3 separate regions of the Mus musculus genome follow, and all the other regions are linked to region 1. A link is a contact called in public HiChIP or PLAC-seq and promoter capture Hi-C data. All regions are on one chromosome and are shown on one strand. Each heading gives the region's core, a stretch centred on a gene start, on an enhancer-like site or on the middle of the called end of the contact. The rest is flanking DNA. Distances are from core to core; before and after follow the strand shown. Region 1 holds the start of Mir124-2hg (Mir124-2 host gene (non-protein coding)). Region 2 holds the start of Car3 (carbonic anhydrase 3). Region 3 holds the start of Car2 (carbonic anhydrase 2).

Evidence for each region. Promoter capture Hi-C pulls out the DNA fragments that hold promoters and counts their contacts. HiChIP or PLAC-seq counts read pairs in DNA pulled down with a chosen protein or histone mark.
Region 2: a promoter capture Hi-C map of embryonic stem cells shows a contact between it and region 1, with 8 times the contacts expected there. The contact joins the promoter of Car3 here to the promoter of Mir124-2hg in region 1.
Region 3: an H3K4me3 HiChIP or PLAC-seq map of stem cell-derived neural progenitor cells shows a contact between it and region 1, with 11 times the contacts expected there. The contact joins the promoter of Car2 here to the promoter of Mir124-2hg in region 1. A contact is called at or near these places in 1 of 484 Hi-C or Micro-C datasets (rod photoreceptor) and 3 of 115 datasets of contacts at active chromatin or transcription factors (astrocytes, embryonic stem cells and stem cell-derived neural progenitor cells).

Annotation. Positions count from the first base shown.
Region 1 is chr3:17,787,600-17,791,837 of GRCm38.p6, reverse strand. Mir124-2hg (Mir124-2 host gene (non-protein coding)) reads right to left here and starts at 1,917. Exons shown (of 3, transcript NR_033490.1): 1 at 1,658-1,917.
Region 2 is chr3:14,861,184-14,865,421 of GRCm38.p6, reverse strand. It overlaps Car3 (carbonic anhydrase 3), which reads right to left and starts at 1,884. Exons shown (of 7, transcript NM_007606.3): 1 at 1,817-1,884; 2 at 975-1,172. The coding sequence starts at 1,850. It overlaps Gm41999 (predicted gene, 41999), which reads left to right and starts at 1,357. Exons shown (of 4, transcript NR_168331.1): 1 at 1,357-1,643.
Region 3 is chr3:14,884,058-14,888,295 of GRCm38.p6, reverse strand. Car2 (carbonic anhydrase 2) reads right to left here and starts at 2,008. Exons shown (of 7, transcript NM_009801.5): 1 at 1,510-2,008; 2 at 265-462. The coding sequence starts at 1,543.

The DNA.
Region 1 (4,238 bases), core at 668-3,167:
CCACTTTGTCTCACCCTCTCCCCTCTGGCTAAGAAAAGTAACACAGAGCTCTTTAGTCTTGTAGAGTCATCTTTGTTTACTTTTGAATATGGCTTAGCTAGACCAAGAAAATTTATAAAATTGATACTCCAAGGAAAAAGAGAGAAAGAACGGAACAATACTCCTCTGGGAGATCGTCCTGTCTCTATTGTATCTTCATACAGCTGTGGGCAGTGTAGATAGCTATCTCACATCTACAATGAGCCAATTCTGAAGAATCCCCCTACTAACCCCAGCACTTTCTATGGCAGTGAGGACAGCATGATGATGAAGTGACTAAGGCTTCTTACTCAGTAGTTCTTTGCCCCAATACCAATAGCATTTCATCTTAGGTTTAAAAAAATCTAAAGACTGACACAGTAGAGTAAAAATAATCTTGTCCTGTGATTCTCCCAGGGATGACTGGAGAAAGGAAAAAACACAATACACTACCCCACCCCCAAATGATTGGTGGTTTTTTGTTTTGTTTTGTTTTGTTTTCATTTTCTGCAGGTTATCAGAGGAGAGGTATTATTTTCATGTATGTGTATAACCACACACTTATGATCTAATGCCCTCTAGAACTACAAATCTTTAAAGGGCACCGACCAGTACAAATTGTTTCTATTCAAATATCTGGACAGCAGGGAAACAGACCCTTGGTTTCAAAGCAAGGTCCATACCCACCGGGCCAAGGGGCCCAGCCATAGCCGCTTCCGCTTTTGCTTTTCTGGGTATAAGAGGGCTGATTCTTGCTCCTGCCCCTCAAAGTATTGAAAACTTGGGAAATCCTTGTACCGGAAGAAAATGGCCTAAACACAATAGGACTCGCCATTTTCTACTTGCGAAGCACAAAGCGCTTGGCGCTGCCTGCTACACAAAGGAAGCATGGGCCGCAGAATTCTTGCATATTTTCAAGAGGCTAGAAAATATCTTCCGCGAATGGCAATTTATATTGTTTGGTCACACACACACACACACACACACACACACACACACACACACACACACACACACACACACAGAGGCATCCTCACTTAGCCCTGATGTCTAGAAGATCCCAGCTTTAAGGTTTAAGTTAAAAACAAAACAAAACAAAACAAAAACGCAGGAAAGGCTCGGTTCCAGAAGCAGCGCTCAGGGCCGTGTTAATCCTCCCAAGACAACGGGTGTTAGCGGTGGGCAGCAGAGGGCTCTAAACTAGGTGTGTTGTTGTGGGGATGGAGGCCCATCATCTCCCAGTCTAAGATCTCTCCTTTTGACTCCATCCTGTCCCCAGAGCTCGTCCGGTAGCTCCGTAGTCCTACCCTTTGAGCGACAGGAACCAATCTTTCAGCGAGGATGTTAAGCTGGCAGCAACTCTTAAGGATGCTCAAAGCGCGGGAAACCCTGATCTGTGCGCCTCCCCTGCCCCCAGCCCACTGCTACAATCCACAGCATAATAACAGGACTCTATTACTAGCCTAGGTAAAATGCTGCAGCTTAGGTACAGAAAAACAAAACAAAACAAAAACAATGCAGGAAGCCCCTACAAATAAAAACATACAGACACAGGCAGCAACTCTGCTCACAATAGGAACACTCAGTTCACCGCGCGAAGCAGAGCTTAAAAACCCAGGAAAAGACAGACAGTACTTACAGCAGGTGAGTCCTTGAATAATCCATGGTCAGGTCCTTCGGTTTGTTAGTCTGTGCTTTAAAAAAAAAAAAGTATATACATCTCTGTGTATTTGATTTTTACATAGCTTCCATCGTTGTGAAGGAAAGAAAAAAATCTTGAAGACTTGAGAGCATGGGGGAGGGGGCGGAGATTTTCATTGTCTACGCTCTGCACACGCAGCCCAAGATATTGCTCTGTGGAGCTCCTTCCACTTTCTGCTTGAAATTCAGAAGCTTTCTACTCAGCAAAGAAGGAGTTTGGCACACACCCCCTGCCCCTGTATTTCTCCTCTCCTCTCCTCTCCTCTCCTCTCCTCTCCTCTCCTCTCCTCTCCTCTCCTCTCCTCTCCTCTCCTCTCCTCTCCTCTCCTCTCCTCTCCTCTCTCTGTCACTCACCCTCTTGCTCTTCTAAAGCTAGTGTTCTCTCTCTCTCTCTCTCTCTCTCTCTCTCTCTCTCTCTCTCACTTTTTTTTCAAAAGAGGGCAGGTCGCTTCCTGCATCCCAATGAGTTAAATCAGGCACTTCTTCTCATGCATCAGCAGCCTCTTTAACAATCCGAGAGCTGCAGGCACAAAAGAGCATTTAGCTGCCTCCAATTTGTGTAGAAGGCCTGCCCTTAATTTGTTTGAGGAGTATAATTAAATCATGAATTTCACGAAATATAAAAATACAAAATTCCTAACCTCAGCTAGTGAACCGCTAATGGTAACCTTTAAAAACAAATCTCTCCTCATGTCCCTGTTCTTAGCCAGACCGAGAACATCTCAGATACGCAAGAAGACAAGAGTTCGGACTCAAACCTAGCATGCCTTCTCCATTTACACGTCAAGGTCACACTGATAACATCCCTCAGTGCTCTAAATGAGAGCCTTTCTATTTCTTTCCTTTTAAAAAACAATAATATTCTGAATTTTTAAAATTGCCTCAGGAAGAAATTAAGTCATTTGGGAAAATCTGCTGGACTAAATAAAAACGTAAGTATGTTCTTAATATGAAATAGGATCAGAATTTGCTATACAGACACTAGGTTGAGGAGTTCTACAAATAGGCCTTGCTCGGGAGAATGTTTTCAACTTTTCCAGGCAGGACTCTGTGGTCAGTGAAGTCTGAGTTCCATGGGTTTTGATCATGTTTCTTCCAGCCACAGAGTGGGCCTTATGGGACATCAGAGCCAGAGCCTATCAAGCTTGCTGAGTCCCAGAGGGCTTCTGATAAGGAAAATGCTGCTTGTTGTTGGGAGCAGGGGTTTGGCTCCCACTCCTTTAAGTAGGTTGGGGCGCAAAAAGCAACTCTGCATTCCTGCAGTTTCTCTTTCAGAAAGAATCCAGACCAAGCCATTGCTCTACCTCAATGAAGGTGGTGGGGTGGCAAGGCCACCTTCCTCTCTCACTCACCTGCCACCCCCCCCTCCCCCAAGGCCACTGCTAGGAAGATACTTAGGAGTGTTTTTCTCCTTCCTAGTGCTCCCATCTTCTGGGAAATTGTAGAATCCCTTACCACAAAAAACTTTGAATTGTCAGTAATTTGCTGCTAAGTCTACTGTCAGCTCCTACCCCCATTTCTCATTCTAACTCTAGTCAAGAACCCCCCACACTGGAACACTGGAGAGGTGCAACTTCAGTACTACCCAATGGGAACAAAACATGTCACCACTTCCTGACTGTAAATGTTCACTCTGATACTCTAAGTCACCCTGGGCGTTTGAATTAGGCCATGTTTCACCCTGAGCACAGAGCTAAGTGAACTGGGCTATAACTGAGCTGTACCTCTGTCTGCTTGAAATATCCAACAAGCGTTCCTACGAAGATACTTGGAAACGTAAAACAAAATATGAAATAAAACATTCTAAAGAAAAGATACGTTCTTGTGTGTTTGTAAAACATGTTTGTAAAGTGCTGAGTGGGGGCTGGAATTACTTGACAAAATATCATTTCTGTGCCTGGAGTCCAGACAGAAAGCAGGTCTAAAGGTCGGTGTTTTTTATCGGGGCAGAGGACTTTGACTTGGGGAGGCACTAGGTACATCATTTTCCTTCCCTGTATCTTTTCACTGATCATGTTCATTCTATCCGTTTTCAGTTTATTGACCTGGGATGTGTGATTGCTAAAGATCCTCAAGGACTTGCCTGGCCCGTGGAGGGGCCAGGTCAGAGTGTTCAGTGCATCCCGCCCACTACGGGGAAGTTGCAGTGCTTAGCTTTGGTTAGCTAGCAGAGATGGCTCAGTGGGGTGGCGACTTCAGACCACCCAGTACAGGTACTTGACCCAGCCTCTTCTTCTCCAGTTCTGGCAATACTAGCTTTGCCCCGGAGCTCTAGGAAGGCCTTAGGACTGTATGAAAGCTGACCTCACGTTTCCTAGGTATGGGCCTCTCCTGCATACTTCGCTATCCTAAGAAACACCTGCCAAGGAAAACTCAAGAATCTGAGGCTACTGCCGGAACATTTGCTCCCGGATTTCACTCCCCGTCTACCCAAGAAAGATGGACAGACAGATACAGCCATGGCCTCCAGGCAGCTCAGGGGATGGAAAACACAGAGTTGGATCCTGCAAAGTCCTTCC
Region 2 (4,238 bases), core at 635-3,134, 2.9 Mb after region 1:
CACTCTATCATTATTTCTTATGACATCACCAGAATGGCCATTCTTGTTTAATCAACAAAGGATATTTTTAGTTTAATGAAGAATGTGGTTCTAGAAAATTGCATTCTTACTTACTAAAGACTAATTCTCACTTAGATTTATTTGCAACAAAGTAATGCTTGTTTTTTTTTTTTTTTTTTTTTTTTTTTTGGAGACAGAGTTTCACTCTATAGCCCAAGCTGGCTTGGAACACATTAGAAACTCAAAGGTCGCTGCATATTTATGGCAGTCCTCTTACCCCTGCCTCTTGAGTATTGGGATTGCAGGTATGAGCCACCAAGCCTTTCTGAAATTTCAAATTACCTGAAATTAGTATTCAAATATTCAAAGTATTTCAAATTCATCTTATTTTATTTCACAGATCAGTTACTAATGTAGGTTAAAAAAATAAAACCTCCCATGAATGCTTCAATTCCACACTAACATTGATCCAAGAAAAAGTGGTCATATACATCAGAAACACTCACCACAAAGATACTTCCTGAAACCAGGCCTCTTTAACTCACACAGTGACCCTGCCTTTTCACATTAATTAGCCTCCTTCCATCCGCGAGGAAAGAGAGGACCCATTTTATTTCTTTCATCATGGTTGAATCTGTTCTCCATATCACCAGGAACCATAAAAACGTTGTCTCTCGGTGGTCAGAAAGCCCATGTGGACTCTCTGTCCTCCCCTGGGGATCCACACTCTGTCTCTGGAGTGTTTTGCTAACTTTTAGCTTGGGCATATGGCCATTTTGCAGCAACGAGAGGGTGTGACATTCCTCTTCATTGTGTGAATATAGTTCTCCACAACTAAAGCCAAGTCTAAAGTCATCTCCATTTCAGGGATAAACTTCTCCCGCTTCCCATAATTCTGTTACCGTGTCACAAATTGCGTCTTGCCATTAGATACTGAACACACTCACGTGACCCTGCCGAAGGGCTATACTTACTAGACCTGTCATAAGTATCATCAAACACAACTCTGCAGGTCTTCCCATTGTTCAGGATGGTCTTAGCAGAGCCAGGGTCATAAGATGCTGACCAGGGCTGCAGAGAGGGGTCATGCTTGATGTCTTTAGTATGCAGTTCAATGGGTGACTGGTTGTCCCCTTTGGCAATTGGATAAAGTTCATGCCAGTGATCAGGACCTAGGAAGTAAATGGAAGAGAATTTATTCATTTAATAGTACAGCTCAAGGCCTCTATTTAGTGAACTGTGCCAGCAAAGTGTACAGAAGCCAAAGAGTGACTGCAGAAAGGTCTCTGGTTCAGATTGAGCAACACAGCACTTTGATTTCAAACCTATTTAGAAGCTTGCTTACCTATGCTCAAAGAGCGTTCCAATCTCCACATTCCCTCCCCTGGCTTGAGAACCATGTAGCCAGAAAAGCTTATCTTTGAAATGAACCACAGATCGATCATATATTTTTTGGAGTACTTTGCAGCTTGGAAGGGATATTTTCTTCTTTTTCCCAAGGCTGACTTGGTCAAAGCAAATATTGTTACCGGACCCCAAGCTCAAAGAGGCTCACTTCTCAGTTTCACAGAAAAAATTCAACTGGACCTGACTTCTGGCTGAGTGACTTCTCAGACACATCATCGGACCTTAAGCTAGTTATAGTGAGTATGTCTCTGAGCTTCAGGTTCCTCCGTGGAAAGGAAAACAGTGAGTCGTGTTAAAGACCAGCAGCATGGAACACCAGAAAGTTTTCACTATATGCTAGTTCTTAAGGATTCCTCCCTGCACACCTGTGCAATGCAGATACACCCTGTTGTGTCCTGGCCCCACTCACCATTGTGGCTGGCGTAGCCCCACTCCTTAGCCATGGTCACCTTTCGTGTTTCTCAGCGCTGGACAGCTCCTGCTCTTTCTTGCTCCTGTTGTCCGGCAAGGTCTCCAAGAGTTCGCTCTTTTATATAGATCTCCTGCAGTGTGCATGACCTTATTAGGTCAGCGGTGAGGCAGGGGGCTAAACTGGATTGGGGTGGTACTCAGAAGGCCGGGGGCGGGAGAAGCCAATGAATTACAAGAGCTGGACAGCTGTCCGGGTGAGAGGGTAGCAGGAGGGGGCAGGGAGGAGGCGCGGAGGGGGAACGGAGGGGGACAGAGCCCCCCCTTTCTTGGCTCTGCAAGAGCCCTGGCTCCTTCCTTTGTTCACTTTGCAGGCTACCAAGCAGCTGAGCTTTCTAAGATCTCCCGCTTTGGCTGGTTCCCTCCAGTTTTCCTGCACTTGGGGGTCTGGAGGAGCAGCCGGCTCATGCTGCAGTCTGGTGTTACTTAGCAACTAAAAGTTGCACCCGCGGCTCTTGCAGCCTCTCTCAGAAGACTTTTAACTCAGAATGGAGGACCCGCTGCAGTCTCCGGATGCTGGGGTTCCTTTCCCTGCAGGAATCCGGTTAGGACGGAAAGAACTCCTCTGATCCTCTGACTAGTGCGTGATTCTCCTACGGAAAACCTGTAAAATTCTGGGAATAGAGATGAGGAGGAGTCTGGGAGTGCCCGCTTTCCAGTCCCGGTATCCTTAAGGGATGAGTCTGTAAGGTAGACTGCTTAGGCGTCACACCAGTCTAGCTTAGTTTGTCTAGTACGACTCAGGAGCACAGCACTGGATCCCTGGCCAGGGAGGGACTCTGCACCCTAGCCTCAGTCAGCAGCAGTCTGGGACAGAGCCACAGAGCTTTGCTCTGTTCATCTCAGGGCACCAAGGATACCCGAAGTTGAAAGGGTACAGTCAAAAATGAGTACACTACATAAAATTTTCACTTTCTAAGACATAATTAGAGACAAGGAAAAAAAGGAAAAGGTCTATGAAATCGGTTTGGGAGCCGGCTGCGCGGGGCGGGGCGGGGGGGGGGAGCTCGTGTCTTTTCTCTCAGTTTTAATGTGTTTTGTAATGCAATAAACCACATAAACAGAGACTAAAACTGGCATATCCCACTTGTGCATGACAAAGGTATAATTAGAAATATCTGGTTATGGCTCACATGAAAGAAGCCGGTATAATAGATGTTTGCAATTCTATGTATCTATTATGAAAAAAAAAATCTTGTTTGGGCAAGAATATCTTGAGACCAGAAAGATACACCGTATCTTGGAAATGTCTTGAACAAGATCTCTGCAAGCATTTTCTTATAACTTTTACTTTTATAAAAATGACGTTTTCATTTTGCTTTTCCTCGTGGGTAACAAAACCTGAGAAGGAAATCTCTCATCATGGCAACGAGAGCTCATCAGCTAGGTATGTGGAATGGCTGACCACACTCAGAACCTGGACGCCAGGGGAGTCAGTCTCTAGGGTATTTTTGTGACCAGGGATCACTTGATCCACACAATAGCACTGTGGAATCAGGAACTCTCAGTTAGTTTGGAAGATCCAAGCAAACACAGAGAAACAAATACCGTTAGCTCTAAGGGTGTATGCATGCCTGGGTTTCTAGCTCACCGGGATGGCTGCTGCTGTATGTGAGATTAATAGAGGTGCTTTAAAGTTACAGCCACATGACTGTTGATGAGTAAGCTGTAGTCTCATTCCATGCTGTCAACTGTGACACAAACTCTGACCTGGATGATCAGGAGACTGATAGCTAAATCTTACCAAGATTTATTTGAAACTGAATATTGAGATAAAAACACAATGAATTATAAATGCAATCTAGTAATTTGTAATGCTACTACTGTTTATGCTTTAATCTTTTTAGTGCTTTTTAAATGCTTTATTTGCACCCTAACAATGTACATAGTGGGGCGTATTTTAAAAAGACACTAGGTAGAATTTGCAACTAATTTGGATATAAGTTTGCAAACAGTACTTTGGATAAAATTAGTGAAAACTATAATTTAACATAATTCGGAATAACTGTGTAAATATAAGCCAGGAGCAGTGGCTTGTGCCTTTAGTCCCAGCATCAGGAGTGAACAAGGCAATCATGTCTCTATGAGTTCCTGGCCAGCTTGGTCTACATAGTGAGTGCAAGAGCAGCCAAGGTTACATAATAAGGTCCTGTTGCAGAGAGAGAGAGAGAGAGAGAGAGAGAGAGAGAGAAAGAGATAAGGTCCTGTTGCAGAGAGAGAGAGAGAGAGAGAGAGAGAGAGAGAGAGAGAGAGAGAGGTAATTATATCTCATTTGAACTCATCTGCAAATAAATTTTTCAAAAAAACCTGATCAGCAAATTATCACATTCATGCTACTGAGTTACTGCAACTTACTTAACTAT
Region 3 (4,238 bases), core at 759-3,258, 2.9 Mb after region 1:
TTCTGTATTGCTAAAGACCTGACTTGCTTTCTGTGACATCCCACAGGCACCTTGCCTGATGCCCTACATATCTGACAGTCCCTGAGGACACTTCACAGTAATTAGCCTACTTCTAGGACCTATGAAAGAAATCAGAGTGACATCTCAGCTTTCGGACACAAATTGTGGTGGCAGGGACCTCCTGCCGGTGTCCCTGTATTTTCCATTAAGACCGAAAATAACTATTGGCTAAAAAGCCCGATGGATGTTTTCCTAAACACTGACCTGCATTGTCCTGAGAGTCATCAAACTCAACGTTAAAGGAGTGGCCGTTGTTGACAATGCTCTTGGACGCAGCTTTATCATAAGATATGAGCAGAGGCTGTAGGGCAGGGTCATGCTGGGCAGTTGCTGTGTCAATGTCCACAGGGGACTGCCGGTCTCCATTGGCAATGGGGAAGTCCTTGTGCCAGTTCTCTGGTCCTAGAGATGAGAAGAGAGCTGTTAGGTCATTGCTGTGGGAAGGGAGACACCAGCCACCGGAAGCCACTGGTGTTTCTAGACAGTCTGCTCAGTTCAACATTCGGAGGTGATACTAACTTAACATTTAGGAAAACAAAATGTGCCTCAGTCCTTTTATTTGTAACATGGGGTAATAATATTCCAAGTCTACCTCATAAGGCCAACACGAAAATTAGAGTCAATATACATCTATTTCTTAACATTGTCAGACAAGCGTTAGCAATTTTGAGATCTTTTCACTCAAATTCGGTGACTAATACTAGACAGAACTACTGAAAACAGAGTGGTCTGACTGGGGATATAAGCCCTCTTGTGACTGAGTTTGGAACATAGATTCTAAGGCATTATAACAGGTCTGAGAACCTCGTGCTGCCACACTAGGTGACAGTAAAGACCGTATAGACCAAAACTCAGGCTCAGGCCCCTCCTTTAGAACTATCTTTGCTGGGAAGTTCACACAACCACAAGCCAGTGCACCTTCTTTTCCCCTCAGATGGCGTCATATACCAAGGCCTTTGATCTGGAAGACGTCTAGGTATCTGCGATTGACCTTCTAACACTAGAAGTTGAAAGATGCATGGAAAACTCGCAATTAGACCCAAACGGGCTCCAGAAGATGCCACAACAAAGTGCGCTGGGAATCTTAGCCACAGTGCAGCAGATACAGACGTGAAGGGGACAAGTGTTTCCCCTTAACCTTTCTGCTACACACAAGTAAAATGTTAGTTACAACCCTTGCTCGATTCTGCCTAGGTTAGCCTTGGGTGACCGGCTGTGGTCCCGATAGGTATTGTCGTCGGGTGTTGCGTTGGGTTATCCCTCCCAACCCCTGTGCGCGGCCAAGCAAGTTTGAGATCAGATCCTAGAGAGCGCTCTGAGTCGGGCGCCAGGGACGTACCAGAGCGGAGACCCGGCATCCAAGCTGCGCTCCGGGATCTGCGGAGCGAGGCAGGTGCCTGAGCCGAGACCCGGAGCGCGCGGCCCGGAGCGCGCGGCCTCCCCACTCACCGTTGTGCTTGCTGTATCCCCAGTGGTGGGACATGGTCACGCCGGTGATTGGGGCAGAGCAGAAGTTGTCGTCCGTCTAGCGGTCCTGCAGTGTGTGTCGCGGGTCGCACCGTCCGGCTTTTATAGGCTCCCGCCAACTTGGTGCTCTGGGCGGCCCAGGGGAGGGACCGAGTGGACCTGAGCAAGGGGAGGAGACCGTGGAGGTGGCGGACGGAGGTGACAGGCAGAGGTGACAGGCGGAGGCCTCGGTGTTCGAGGGCCCCCGCACCTTGCTTGGGGCGGGGCGCCCTCCGGCTGCTCTCCGCTTCTGCGTCCGACCCGCTCTGCAGCAGCTGCGCGCTCTCCAGCTCGCCCCGGCGCTGCGCAGCCTCGCGGGCCGGCGCCCCTACTCCCCAGCCCCATTGTGAGCACCGACCTGGTCACCCGCCCGCACAGCGGGGCTCCGCTTCCCAGAGCTGGCGGGCCAGCCGGCCACCCGGCCGCGGCCCGCACGCACGCGGCTGCGGAGTTTGACCTTGGGCGGGGAGCGTCCTAGAGGCTCCGGGAGCGGGGATCCTGGAGCCGGGAGCGGGAAGCGGGGGGGCCCCCTGCTGCCGGGCTGCGGGAAGACGACCCGGCTTTGCCGCCAGGGCGCCCTCCAGCTTCCCGCTTGCTCCACAAATTAACCCTAGGCACCGAACTGTTGATGTAACATAACCAACAATTCTCAAAAATCGCTTTGCTTTTTGGAATTGGATTTTAAAAATGTCTTCCAAGGAGATGAGAACTTCCCCTTCCTGGCAAAGGAATTTGTATTTGACAAGCCGAAACCAACCCCCCCCCCCCAAAACAAAACAAAACAAAAAACACAAAACTTAAAAAATAGAAAAGAAAGGTAGCTGTATGGCTTCCCAGGGACCGTGGGTGTCCCGGGGACACACCTTTCAATGTTCTTTTTGTGTATTTTTATTTAAACATTTCTCTTCACCTAACACTTTTTTTCTTATTTGACTTTGAGAACAATTTTTTTGTATTGAATCTATTGTGGACCTGAGGCCATATTATTTAGAATTCAAATTGAGAAGGGTACAGTTTTTTTGTGTTTCTATGGAGGCACCTAGACATCACATTACCTATATATTAGAATCTATGTGTAAGTATAATGAAAAATATCTGACTACATTTTAAGTGTTCTCAGACTCATCATGTGCCTTTATTTCACCCAGTGCCACACAAAGATGATGCACATGTAGATCTCCTTGTTCTTATACTAAGACTCAGAAAATTATGGTCTTCTCTATACAAGACTCTTCAGGTTGATGTCAAAAGAAATTTTTGATGAAGAATGTTTTATAGGACCATTACAAAGTGCAATTCACAAATAGTCCCTTGCATCTGTGACACTAGAGATGCACAATTTGCTAGGGGTTTCCCATTTCCTGTTCCATTACTACCGTGCGTGGAATAAGAACAGATTTTGATGAAGTGCTTCTCAAGGCTTCAGACCCCACCAATTCTGGTTGCAGCTACGGGAATCCTCATCCTGTCTGGTACGTTTTAGTGGGAGCCAGGCTCCTGCTAGGGAGTCTCCTTGCCCACCTTTGGACAGTCAAGAGAGCATCAGGTATTATATCTCATATTCATTTTCTTTTCAAATTACAGAGGCTGTAGGCATTTTCTTTCTGTCAGGTCTTCATGATGGAGATGACTTCATAGTATCATGTGGATCAGTCACTGTCTAGCTCTGCTGTACTGGGGACATTCCTCCCAGGCAGTCATTCACTGGCTGCCAGATAGTAACACTGGGCTTGTAAAAATAAAACCAATGCTTATGTATTCATGTTTTTAGAGGGAAGAAATGTACTTCCTTCTAACCCAGGAGGTGGGGGAAATTTATGTATATATGTATGTATATTCATATGTACATATACATATTCATATGTACATATACACACATATATTCATATATATGGGTATATATAACATAATCAGAAAAAAAACATATAAAGTTACTAAGACATGTTCCAATTATGATAACAAAAAGTCTTTGAGATAAATCAGAACAAAATTTTAAAACAAAATGACAAAGCATTTGATTTACACTAAATCTAGCTAGTTAATATATTTTACAAAGAAATATATGATTTATTCAATAATTAATGAAATAAGTAGATAGTTTCATAGTCATTAAAGTATTAAGTTTTTAGTGAGACTAACAGCCATTCACTTCTTAGGACTCCTAGAGTCCTGTATGTAGACATGTCCCTAGCCTACTGTCTATGATGCAGTTTTCTAAGCTGATAGAACTATTTAATCATCAGTTTGTAAACCATCATCCTAATTTGCTGTTGCTTGCTCATGTGGGAAGTGAGAATAATTACACCCAGTTAGGACTGTTGTAAGAATTAAGTTAGTGAGTGCACATTAATCACCTGCCACCTGAAGCCATCAGAAAATTACGGCTTTGAAGTTTATCCTAAACAGAGCTGTATAAAACACAATGCAAACTATATCAAAAGTAAGCATCTGGCCAAAGAGAAAGCCTCCAGCTGACAGCTGACTGGGATATATATATATATATATATATATATATATATATATATACACACACACACACACACACACACACATATATATATGTATATATATATATGTGTATATATATATATATATATGCTTTCAGCATGTACCCTAAGGTGACTCTGAATTAAGTTTCAGCATGTCACCCATAATACTAAGATAATAATGGT